Regions from separate parts of the Mus musculus genome. Here all the other regions are linked to region 1. Evidence: chromatin contacts called from public Hi-C and HiChIP or PLAC-seq data. All regions are on one chromosome and are shown on one strand. Each heading gives the region's core, a stretch centred on a gene start, on an enhancer-like site or on the middle of the called end of the contact. The rest is flanking DNA. Distances are from core to core; before and after follow the strand shown.

What was found. Hi-C and Micro-C count contacts between places; a contact is called where the count stands out from the background. HiChIP or PLAC-seq counts read pairs in DNA pulled down with a chosen protein or histone mark.
Region 2: a contact with region 1 is called in a FOXA1 HiChIP or PLAC-seq map of pancreatic cancer cells. The contact joins two enhancer-like sites. A contact is called at or near these places in 2 of 484 Hi-C or Micro-C datasets (embryonic stem cells and liver) and 1 of 115 datasets of contacts at active chromatin or transcription factors (pancreatic cancer cells).
Region 3: a contact with region 1 is called in an H3K27ac HiChIP or PLAC-seq map of regulatory T cells, with 2.5 times the contacts expected there. The contact joins two enhancer-like sites. A contact is called at or near these places in 3 of 484 Hi-C or Micro-C datasets (all in CD4 T cells) and 1 of 115 datasets of contacts at active chromatin or transcription factors (regulatory T cells).
Region 4: a contact with region 1 is called in a Hi-C map of Th1 cells, with 3 times the contacts expected there. The contact joins two enhancer-like sites. A contact is called at or near these places in 4 of 484 Hi-C or Micro-C datasets (CD4 T cells, Th1 cells, bone marrow-derived macrophages and 1 more) and 2 of 115 datasets of contacts at active chromatin or transcription factors (bone marrow-derived macrophages and embryonic stem cells).

What each region holds. Positions count from the first base shown.
Region 1 is chr10:68,445,491-68,448,295 of GRCm38.p6, reverse strand. The region is part of intron 5 of Cabcoco1 (ciliary associated calcium binding coiled-coil 1); the gene reads left to right. Among named protein-coding and RNA genes, the nearest start is that of Gm40683, 60 kb to the right of the region's middle. Within about 2 kb of position 1,470, at least 135 of the 459 cell types and tissues checked have an H3K27ac peak or open chromatin away from gene starts, as enhancers often do. A contact at or near this core is called in Th1 cells, bone marrow-derived macrophages, pancreatic cancer cells and 1 more, where this site is marked.
Region 2 is chr10:68,202,062-68,204,866 of GRCm38.p6, reverse strand. The region is part of intron 3 of Arid5b (AT rich interactive domain 5B (MRF1-like)); the gene reads left to right. All of the region lies in intron 2 of Gm51770 (a long non-coding RNA gene), which reads right to left. Among named protein-coding and RNA genes, the nearest start is that of Gm51770, 52 kb to the right of the region's middle. Within about 2 kb of position 1,361, at least 20 of the 459 cell types and tissues checked have an H3K27ac peak or open chromatin away from gene starts, as enhancers often do. A contact at or near this core is called in pancreatic cancer cells, where this site is marked.
Region 3 is chr10:68,672,419-68,675,223 of GRCm38.p6, reverse strand. No RefSeq gene overlaps it. Among named protein-coding and RNA genes, the nearest start is that of Tmem26, 50 kb to the left of the region's middle. Within about 2 kb of position 1,388, at least 60 of the 459 cell types and tissues checked have an H3K27ac peak or open chromatin away from gene starts, as enhancers often do. A contact at or near this core is called in regulatory T cells, where this site is marked.
Region 4 is chr10:68,238,504-68,241,308 of GRCm38.p6, reverse strand. All of the region lies in intron 3 of Arid5b (AT rich interactive domain 5B (MRF1-like)), which reads left to right. Among named protein-coding and RNA genes, the nearest start is that of Arid5b, 39 kb to the left of the region's middle. Within about 2 kb of position 1,453, at least 126 of the 459 cell types and tissues checked have an H3K27ac peak or open chromatin away from gene starts, as enhancers often do. A contact at or near this core is called in Th1 cells and bone marrow-derived macrophages, where this site is marked.

The sequences.
Region 1 (2,805 bases), core at 221-2,720:
CACCACATCCCATCAGCTGCTTTCTTTCCTTCCTTTTCTGTTTATTCCTTTCATCCTTTTTTAACCTTCTCTTGGTGAGTACCTCGATGGGAGATGTGTAAGTACATACGTAATTACGTACGTACGTACGTACGTACGTGCGTGCGTGCGTGCGTGCAGTTGGGAGGTGTGTATGAAGAGATCTTCTTACCATGGAGCACACATGCAGGCCAGAGGACAACTCTGGAGTTAGTTTTCTCTGTCCCCACCTTTCACGGGGTCTGGGACTTAAATTCAGGCTGCCAGCTTTTCATGACAAACACCATTATCTTCTGAGCAACCTCAAGGCCCCTCCATCCTTTTTTAACCATCCTCTCTCTAAAAAATATCTACTGAGCACCCGCAGTGTGTTTAGTCACTTTGCACTTTGTAAAACAAGTTAGAAAACGTTGGCAATTCTTACAACTGGAGCCTGAGGTCTGTGAAGGCAAGAACTTGGGCTTCAAAGATGCAAACGAGCAGGGTCAAGAAAGGCAAAGGTATGTGGACACTTTCCCCCTTCTTAGAATTGGGATCAAAACACCCATGGAAGGAGTTACAGAGACAACGTTTGGTGCTGAGATGAAAGGATGGATCATCTAGAGACTGCCATATCCGGGGATCCATCCCAAAATCAGCTTCCAAACGCTGACACCATTGCATACACTAGCAAGATTTTGCCTAACGGACCCAGATAGAGCTGTCTCTTGTGAGACTATGCCAGGGCCTAGCAAACACAGAAGTGGATGCTTACAGTCAGCTATTGGATGGATCACAGGGCCCCCAATGGAGGAGCTAGAGAAAGTACCCAAGGAGCTAAAGGGATCTGCAATCCTATAGGTGGAACAACAATATGAACAAACCAGTACCACCACCCCCCCCCCCCGCCCTGAGCTCGTGTCTCTAGCTACATATGAATCAGAAGATGGCCTAGTCGGCCATCAGTGGAAAGAGAGGCCCATTGGTCGTGCAAACTTTATATGCCTCAGTACAGTGGAACGACAGGGCCAAGAAGTGGGAGTGGATGGGTGGGGGAGTGGGTGGGGGAGTGTGTGGGGGACTTTGGGGATAGCATTGGAAATGTAAATGAAATAAATACCCAATTAAAAAAAAACATTAGAAAAAAAAAAAAAGAAAAGAAAGGCAAAGAGCCAAAGTAAGGCAGATGTATAAACATTGTGGAGCTGTTCCCGAAGAGCTTCCTGGATGATTGAGCGTTAGGCCTGGGCAGAGGGAATAATTACTCTACTTTGTGTCCTGTAGAAGTGAAGCCACTGATATCAGTAAGGTAAAGAAGCTGGAAAACGGGGGAGGCTTGAAAAGACAATAACATAGGGTAAGTGGGCAAGCCCAGGCCTGCCCAGTAAAACTCCAGAACACACAGGCTGTACAGCTGAGATATGCTATATCACTACAGGAAAACACTGGGTCTGGGCAGCTTCTGACGACTTGTGTAAACAGAGCAAAGGCCGTTTGAAATTCAGCAACATGGAATGTGTCTTCTGTAACTGGACCAGAGATGACCTAAAGCAGTTCAGAAGGACTTCACAAAGAAACTGCTCTCACTCTCGATAGAAGCAGGAGGAGTCTGTCCAGGATTTCAATATACATCAGGCTGGGTTGGAGTAGGGTAAAGGGAGCCTGGATATCTAGAACATTCCAGCTTAGAATCTAGATATCACCAAAATACTTCCGAGCTGTGTTTAAGAGTAAACGGGCAGAGTCTGCTAAATATAGGCAAAAAGTTTTCTTAGAGAACTCGGTGTGTAAAGAGGAAGGACCCAGACTCCTCCAAAGTGAGTCTGCCTTTACTGTAACAACATCCAGAAAGTGACCTGCAGCGCCGCCTCTGACACAGGAAGCCCCTTTTCCCTGTCAGCCTGAAGACTGCCCCTAATAATACAATTTAGGACTCAACTAGGAGATATTAAAACAGGTAGCAGGGGGACCAAGCAGAGCTAACCAGAGAGGGAAATATTTATACCTATGATAACATGTTTCCTAGTAATAATTTATGAGCCTACTGGAGACGAGAGAAGCACACAAACGAGGAGTAAGACAAAAAAGAAAGCAAGAGATCTGAAATGTAAACATCATGCCTTTGGCAAACTCTCTTCAGTTAAAAAGGACAGGACGGCTGGGGTTGACTAAAGCAAATGGCTACATTTCCCTGGTCTCTTGCTTCCTCCATGCTAAGGGTTACGGGCTGATTTACAACTTCCTGTGTTGTTTTTCAAATCTATATTTGTCAGCACATTTTTTTAATGTCAGATTACTTAAAATAGATACGCCGGGTCTTCAAAGTCAGGGACAATGACAGCATTGACTTCTCTCAAAGTTTCGTAGCACTTTATAAACATCCTAACCGTTTAGCCTCCTGAACGCTAGATTTCTAGATGAAACTCATTTTACTAAACTTTTAAGAAGGCTTCCCACCCCCTTTCCCAATTTTCTTGATGACTGTGGAGTTCAACCAGAACTCTTTGAAGTTAAAATGAGCCAAATAAACTCTGCCTCAGCCTCATCTTACACAGGGACTTTACGCTGTCAAAACAACAGAAAGTATCCCTGGTCACCCCCCCCCCCCGCTGCTCCCCTCCCCGCCCCCGCCAAAAGAATAAAACCAAAAAGATTTAGTGTCTTCCATTGTAGTTCTGCTTCCATCCGTCATGGTGTGTTGTCTCCAGTAATTTCTGCAAACCACAGGTAGGTAGTTGTTCAGGGAAAGAGAGAATATTATTCTCCACAAGATAGCTTCATCTGCAGGCAAGCCTTCCGCAGGGCCAA
Region 2 (2,805 bases), core at 112-2,611, 240 kb after region 1:
CAGTAGGGGAAGCTTTCTGAATATGTACTGTTTTTATAGTTGTTGTTTTTAGTCAATATTTTGGTTTGGTTTTGTTTAATTGACACCTACACTCCAGTGCCCCTTCCAGTTTTGTTTTTGTTTTTGTTTTTGTTTTTTTTTAAGGCAGAAAGTCAGACAGCAGTGGCCACATGGCTGTCTGTTGAAGTTGACAGCCAAAAGAGCTCTAGCCCAACCTTCATCTTAAGGGAACTCCCCACAGAGGGGCGTGGTTTTGTCCTTCTTCTGAGACTTATGGAAGCCGACTAAACCTCTTCTACTCATTAGCGATGTCACACGTCCTGTTTTACCCGGGACCATTGTGGGCTCTCAAAAGCAGGAGCAGACTGCTGCTGACCATCATAGTCACTGCATCCTATTCCCGTGGTCAGGTGGTTAGTATGTCCATCTTCTTACCCTACTGTCTTTTCTGGCTGTGAAGAATTCCTTCTGCATCCTAGATCCTGACCTTACTAGTTTCTACTGTATTCAAGCTTCCCTTTCAGGAGCATTTATATGCGTGCATGGAAATACCTATATCTCAGAAGTGTCTTAGCCACGTTGGCCATGACTGTTCCCATGGCCCTACGGAACGCCACAAACCTTAGGCATCCATGTAGAATATTTGACGACATATTTGTATTTCTACCCAGGCAGTTCTATCATATAAGCGTTAAGACTTTCCTATGGAGGAGAAGCAAAGAGGGCAATGGTGATTCTGGGTTACTGGAAGTCGCAACGCGGCTACCCTCCCTGGCTCCACCTCCCCATCTGTGCAGAGAACAGGAAATGGAAATGCAGACATGGCATGAGCTAGCACATCTCTGCAAAGCCAAAGCCTGCCTCATGGCTCTTTCTATATTGCTTCTTCCCAGGATACCATCTCTACTCCTGCCTCTCTTCTTTGATCATTTTAATTTAGCTTATTATAAGTTTGCACAAGTCTGGCTTGTACTGTGACTGTATTTACATCCGCTGGTGTGTTCTCTCTTCTTGAATCCCAATATTATAGATCCCCTTTCTTCTTCCCAACTAGGTCCCCTTCCTGCTTCGAGTCTTACTTTTAGGTTATACTGTGTGTTCATGATTATATTGAGAAAACAGTGTTTTGTAGGAGCCTCTCAATCCTCCCTCTCTTAGGATCTTTCCAACCCCTCTCCCCGCTTTGTGTGTGTGTGTTTGTGTGTGTGTGTGTGTGTGTGTGTGTGTGTGTGTGTGTGTGTGTATGTATGTGTGTGTGTGATGGCCCCTGAGTCGTACAGGGGTGATTCGGACGTACTATTTAGGGCTGGGCACTTAACAGTCATTCATTCTCAGCATGTCGCCAGCTATGAGTCACTGTATTAATTATTGCCCACTGCAAAAAGAAGCTTTTCCAGCCGTGACGGACAGCCGTACTTTAGTAGGGCACGGAGAGCGAGCCCCCCTCGGTTTCTTCTTAAAATGATTTATTCTAGAGCTGCTTTTACCCCAACCATAATGTAATTGTACTTTAATCAATACAAAAAATGTCTGTGGAACCAGGGGAGGGCTCGGGAAGAGAGAAGCCAGGAGATGGGAACCCTTGTTTACTTATCTCTCCGAAACAATGCTCACGTTAAACCACCTGCAAATGAAATAGGATTGTTACTCTAACGGCCTTGGAGAAATAGCTGCCCATTCCAGAAATTCACTGGGCTTCCTATTTCCAGTGGCCTCTCTCTCTTTTTTTTTTTTAATTTATTTTATGTAAATACACTGTAGCTGTCTTTAGACACACCTGAAGAGAGTGTCAAATCTCATTACAGATGGTTGAGAGCCACCATGTGGTTACTGGGATTTGAACTCAGGGCCTTTGGAAGAGCAGTCAGTGCTCTTAACCTCTGAGCCATCTCTCCAGCACCTCCAGTGGCCTCTCTTAAACACAGAAGCATTTGGTGGGCAAGGTAAATACCTGCTTACACTTAACTGGCAGCTAAGGATTCGATGGTGAACCTAGAATGAGCTACTTCGTACACCCTCCAAGGTAGATGGATGCTTGATGCAGCATCAGAAGAGGGGGAATCTTGGCTTTCCAGGGTTGTGACTCCTGACCTCTGTTCCATATGACCCTTGCATCCCTAATGTTATTCCTCTGCTGAGCATCTCTCACGCCAGCAAGCTGCCTCATTCCGAGCCTGCTTGTGCCTTCTCCCTTCTCATAACAGGTTTTCCTGGCTAGAAGCTTCTCACAGGACCTGTGAGGAGTAGCCACTTTAGTGCTCTGTGGGATCAGACCGTCCTGGGGTCCAGAGTAAGGTCACCTTGAACAAGCTGCATAATGTCTCTCAACCTCAGTTTCCTTGTGCACAAGTCGGAAGCAGCAAACGCATCCATCCCTCCTGGGCTTGCTACTGTGACTAAACACTCACTGAAGGCTTAGCGCTTGCCTGTCCAGAGCATATGTTCAACGAGAGGCACTGTTTTCCTGGCACAACTGTGCTCAATAACTGAACATTCTGGCTGGGGCCCTAGGATGTGATTGTCATTGTGTCTGTAGGTTTGGTGTCAAGCGTTGTGATGACTGCCATGTGGATAAACACCAGGAAGCACGGTTGGCATCTCGCAAACGGGACCGTATCTTACCTGGCGAGGTGTGGGAGATCGTAGGCAATGTTTCTGAGTCTGTCGCACTTGAATGTGGTCGGAGATGAAACAGGTCTGTCAAGTTGAAGATCTCAACGCCCGCAATGTACATCCTGCTATCCGGGTCTCTTAACACCTGTCCGTTACCCGATGTTTGATGTATGAAGACGCATTAAACAAAAG
Region 3 (2,805 bases), core at 139-2,638, 230 kb before region 1:
TGTGTCCTATTGCCTCAAGCAAGAAAACTGTTCTGTGGAAAAGAAAGCTACCGAGCAATCAACAGTTTTGACTTGGATATTTTTTGTTTGGTGTTGGTTGTTGAGGTTAAAAAAAAAATCGTTTGTGATTCGACTTCTGTAAACTCGTCTCTCCTGCTGCAAACTCCCGAGTGCTGGGATCAGAGCTCTAAACTCATTTTCTTTTTTCTTTTTCTTTTTTTTTCCTTTCATAGCCTTCTAGTTTAGTCTAGCCTAGTCTAGTCTATTCCATTCAACCCCATGTCTTTGCATCCCTAAGTGTGAGGGCACATTATACATGGATGCCTTCCCTAGCGTATGATTTCATGGCCCTCCATTGCTTCACGCCCAGGTTTGCATGCATACACTCACACAGAAAAAAAAATACAAATTCTATAAATATTAATTTTTTTTAAAATGTCTGTGTATGTATCTGTGTGGGTTTTGGTGCAGGAGTGTGGTTGCTTTGAACCACTTATTTTTATGGCTGTGACACAGCGTCTGTCTAAAGCAACTTAAGCAGGGAAGGACTTCTTTTGGCTCACTGTTTGAAGGGATACAGACCATCACCATGGGAAGCCATGCTGACAGGAGAATGAAGCAGCTAGTCACGTTACATCTCCAGGGAAACAGAGAGAGATAAATGTGGGTGTTCAGCTCATGGTTCCCTCTTTATTCAGACTAGGACCAGGGATAATGAGATGGCGTGACACACATTTAGATGGGACCTACCTCTCTGAAAAATGCCCTCACAGGATAATACAGAGGTAGGGCTTCTGGTTGATTTTAAGTCCAGGTATTTTAACAGCGAAGATTAACTATTATAAGCTGTATCTTTCATCTTCACGTCCCCAGATGAAATATTTTGCTGTGCATTCTTGAATGTTAATTAAAGCTAACAATAGCAGAAACTAAGATCTCCAGCCACTGACCTTCTCATTATCATTACTAATTACACCACAAAGACACTGCCTTCCTTCATCTATAAATGAGGATAGCTGAGGCTGTAGAGATGGATCAGTAGCTAAGAGGACTTGTCACCTTTCAAAGGATCAGAACTCAGTTCCCAGCAACTGCAAGGTAGCTCACAACCATCCCTCATGGGCTCTGCAGGGTCACTGTGCACAGACATGTGCTGGACACATAAAATAAAAACAAGCCTTTCAGACTAACGCTGCAACCCTTGCCTAATGCACACCATAAGCTAAGGAAAATATGGACTTTCCTGACCACAGAGTCGTACAAAGCTGACATGGCAAAAGAACTAGAGGGCAGAATGGAGTTTCCAGATAAGGATATGGTAAGATTGCTCTAGGTTATTGGGGTGAGCCTAATCGAATCAAGTGAGCCATTGAGAAGAGAGGAGAGCTAAAGGTTCAACACGTAAAAGGACTTGATCTTTGATGTCTAGCTTTACAGAGAGAGAGAGGAGCTGGTTAGTCATCAGAGGCAGGTAGCCTGTACTTATTGAGAAAAACATCTACGTAATACCCAGGAAGGAAGCAGAAACCACAGTCCTACGGAATGGGGCTCTGAGAACCGTGTAAAAAGGCTCAGAGTTGAACCCAGCCCTAGAGCCTCCTGCAAGCAATTACACCATGTACAGCTTTGATTTCAGCAGCTGAGATAGATCTGAGAGCCTGCTGAGCTGAGCTGGGCCCAGAACTGTAACATGGAAGATAGCTACAGTTTTTAAACTACCGAGGTTTTGGGTTTTTTTTTTTTATTTTTAGTAATTAGCCTAGGAAGATGAATACATATGCAATGTAGCACTTATAAATGAAAAATGTCAGGTAAATATGCGCTCCCATCATTTGATACTGTGATCTAATGGAGACTTTGTGTCATAGAATGTACTGAGCTAATGTCGCATCTATTATAAGAATGATAAGGCTGACAGGGGAAGGAAGCAAGGCTTAGCTCATGAATTTAGTTTGCTTTTCAAATGCTTAACGTTCAGGCTGTCTCCAGGTCCATGGAGATTTGGCCTCCCTGAATACAGAAAGGTTTGATTAAAGCTCAAGTCCTCCTAAAAGCTTTTAATAGCTTTTCTTTAAAAAAAAATCCCAACCCTCTTTTTTGTAACATTCTTCTAAATGTAAGAAAGCACAAAGATAGTAAAGAAACAAAGGAGATAAAATTGAATCAGAGGCCCCCCTAGCTTCTCCATTATTCAAAGCACTCAGTGAGTTATAAATGATTTAAGGATGATCCAGCCAGGATTCTTTGCGTAAATAGTTTTCATCTTCCTGATTACTAAGCAGGAGAGAGAAGAGTCTGTGTTCCCATTAACAAAGGCTTTGAATTGTCTTTTGCCAAAAACCATGAGAACGTATTTCTTCCTGTGTAGTCTATTTTTTAATATGGAGGCAAATCAAGAGAACAATTTACAACTTTATCACTACTTTTATTGGACAGTTATGTGATGCCAGCAAGTGGCCAAGCATTCTACAGAATACAGAAACAGGACCCCAAGTACACAAACCAGGATGTAAGTGAAGCCGGTCAGCATAAGATACCACGAGGTTCAAAGCCAAGCCTTAGTGTTTGCTCATAATGGCACTGAGCATGAGGGGAGTCTAGACCCATAATGAGCCTCATAAACATTCATCGATTGTGCTAGGCTGAAATTTGACTCCTCCAGTGAAGAGAACATGCGTAAGTAGATGGGCGAGCCAGCCGTAACCCAACACTCACACCAGCTCGGGAAAGAGAATGAGATAATAATACACTGTAATAGCTGGCCCTTGTCATCTTTGAAATAACATGCAAGCGTTTATTAGTCAA
Region 4 (2,805 bases), core at 204-2,703, 210 kb after region 1:
ACTCTTCTGGTGTTGCTCAAGACCAAAGCTATTGACCTCTGCTTTAGACTGCTTGTTTCCTCTTCATGCAAAGAGGAACTTCGTTTTTAACACAGAGGCATCTTTTCTTTCATTAGTCCATAGTGCTGATTTTCAGGGGCCTGGTTGATGCCTTAATGTGACAACTTCCTGGTTTTTCTGTTTTGTTTTGTTTTTAAACCTAGAACTTAGCTTTTACAAGAAACCCTGACGATTTTTTTTAACAGACATAGACTGAATAACACCAGGGAACTGACTCTCTTTCATGTGATTCTGGTTTGTGGTGAGGCGTGCTGTTTGAGCAATAGCGTCGAGACCATCCTGCCATTTCTAGCAACTGTTGCCTGGTAGTTCTTTGATAGATGTCCGACAGTGGCATTTTAGACCCACAGCCCTCTTGTCATGAGCGACATTATAGAAAATTATTAAGGTAGCTTTTTTTCTTTCTTCTCGGCTGAGGAATTTTTAAAAATAGTCTTTACGTATTTCCTGTTCACACAGGCCCAGTTTTATCAACCCACCCTGACTACTTTTATGATGTGTGAAAATGTTGACTAGCAGTGAATCTGCTGGGTCACCTTCTTCCAGTGTGACCACTGTTGTGTCTCCATTTGATTGCTTTGCTTTTACCTTAACATTAAAACCTTTGTCTGACTCTTTTTTTTTTCTTCCTTGAGTTATGGAATATAGCGTTACTAATAAAACATTAAACAGGAAACCCGTGGGGGGACAAAAGGCTATGTAAATGGTTAAGCTTGATGTCACACATGTAAACAAGAGTATTTATAGCAGGGTTGTTTTGTGTTTCTTTTTTTTTTTTTTTTTTTTTTCGAGACAGGGTTTCTCTGTATAGTTGTTTTGTGTTTCAAGGGGATAGTTTATTAATGAGCACACACACATACACACACAGCCCTTTTAAAAAAAAAAGTCCATAATCTTTGTGGTTTCCACCCCCACTCTCCCTCCCTCCCCTCACCTCATGTGGTTCCAGAAGAAACAGGTTTGTCTAACTATTCAAAGCACTTGCTGCTGATGGTTTGGTCTTGAAAATGTAGATTAGTGGCTTTGAAATCAAATGGCATTTAGATTTACTAAGGAGTACCAGGCTAATGGCTAAGTGCAGCTGCCCTAGAATCTTCTCTGTGGGACTGAGATGAAGCCCACAAGTGTAGACTGATAGAAGGCTTCCCAGATGGTTTGGGATGTGTGTGTGTGTCTGTCAGTCAGTCAGTCAGTCTGTCATTTGGGACCCTTTTGTGGGGTTAGCTTGGGAAGGGAGATACCCAACAGGAGATTGATTGAGGGACCCTCTAGGCGAACAAGAGAAACCCCATAGCTTTTCTTTTTGTAAATGTGAGGCACCCCTTTAAGGACAGAACGTAGGGCCTTGAAATTCTATTGGGTTGGTATGAACTGTGGGGAATTTGAGACAAATAGCTTTCGTAATTGGAATGCACGCTGTGTTGTAATAATGTGCAAAGAGAAACAAAAACTTTCCTTAATGTAATGAGTTTCCATTATCTGTCTGATCTAAAGTTTGTGAATGTACATTGTCAGGCTTTAGACTGGGGGCTTTTAGACCAGGAACACTGCGGATGCTCTTGGCCATGCACTGTCCCATCCCAGAGATTGTCCGACTCTCCTTCTCTGGCTGTCACATCAAAGGATTGTTTTGGCCTTTTTTTTTTAACCTCAAGTTTTCTCTTTCTCACTCAATCTCAGTCTCTCTGTGTCTCTGTTCCTTTCTGTTTCTGTCTCTGGCTTTCTCTGTGTGCCTCTATCTCTCTGTGTGTCTCTCTGTCTCTTTCTCTGTGTCTCTATACCTCTGTCTCTGTGTGTCTGTCTCTATCTCTGTCTCCGTTTCTCTCTCTCCCTCTCTCTGTATCTCTCTGTATCTCTCTCTCTCCCTCTCTCTCTCTCTCTCTCTCTCTCTCTCTCTGCCACACCAAAACCACCTCCAATACCACACTGTGAGTGGAAGCTCTCAGCTCGCAGAGCCTTTTCTTCTGTAGATCCTTCCTCATTGTTCTCATCAAAGAAAGATGAACTTTTGAGATTGCTTAAGGACCCTCCCGCTAGCCAGGAAGCTAGCAAAGAATGGAAAAACTCACCTCTCCGTGGAGAAAGTCAAACTTTGAGTGTGCTATTTTTTTTTAAAGCCCAGTTCCTCTAGCCTGTTTAAAAAAAACATCAATAATAACGAAAGAATTAGATTGACTCTCAAAGGCAGATTTTTTTTTTTTATAATATAAAACCCAGCTAAATGAAAGTGCTTCTCTTGCTCAGAGTTAGTAAGTTTCCTCTTATGCCAGTTTGTGTCATTTCCCGTCTCTCTGTGAATAGTGAAAGAACAGAATTAAAACAGCACAAATGTGTGTCTGGCAACAAATTAAACTGCACAAAGGGAAACTCTGCCCAGTGGTACCTCCCAGTGGCCACTCCAACTCTCCTCACCATCCTTGCCTGGTTTGCTGGTGTTGTTGTTGTTTTTTGTTTTTCTGTTTTGTTTTGTTTTTGTTTCCTTTAAATCACCTTTCCCTTGAGAGCAGCCTATTTGTTTTTAAAAACCTTCCAGAGTCTTCATTTAAGACTCTTAAGTGGCTGCTGACAACAACTACAGATGCAGCTAGTGAAAAGGCTAATCATTAAAACAATAAACATTTCTTCCACGTGATGCAGCACATTTATTGCCCCCCCCCCAAGCAAGTTCAGCCTGAGACCAGCACCAACTGGGTCTCTCCTGGGGTGGGGGTTACTTCTTCAGCCCATTTCACACTGGAGGGTGTT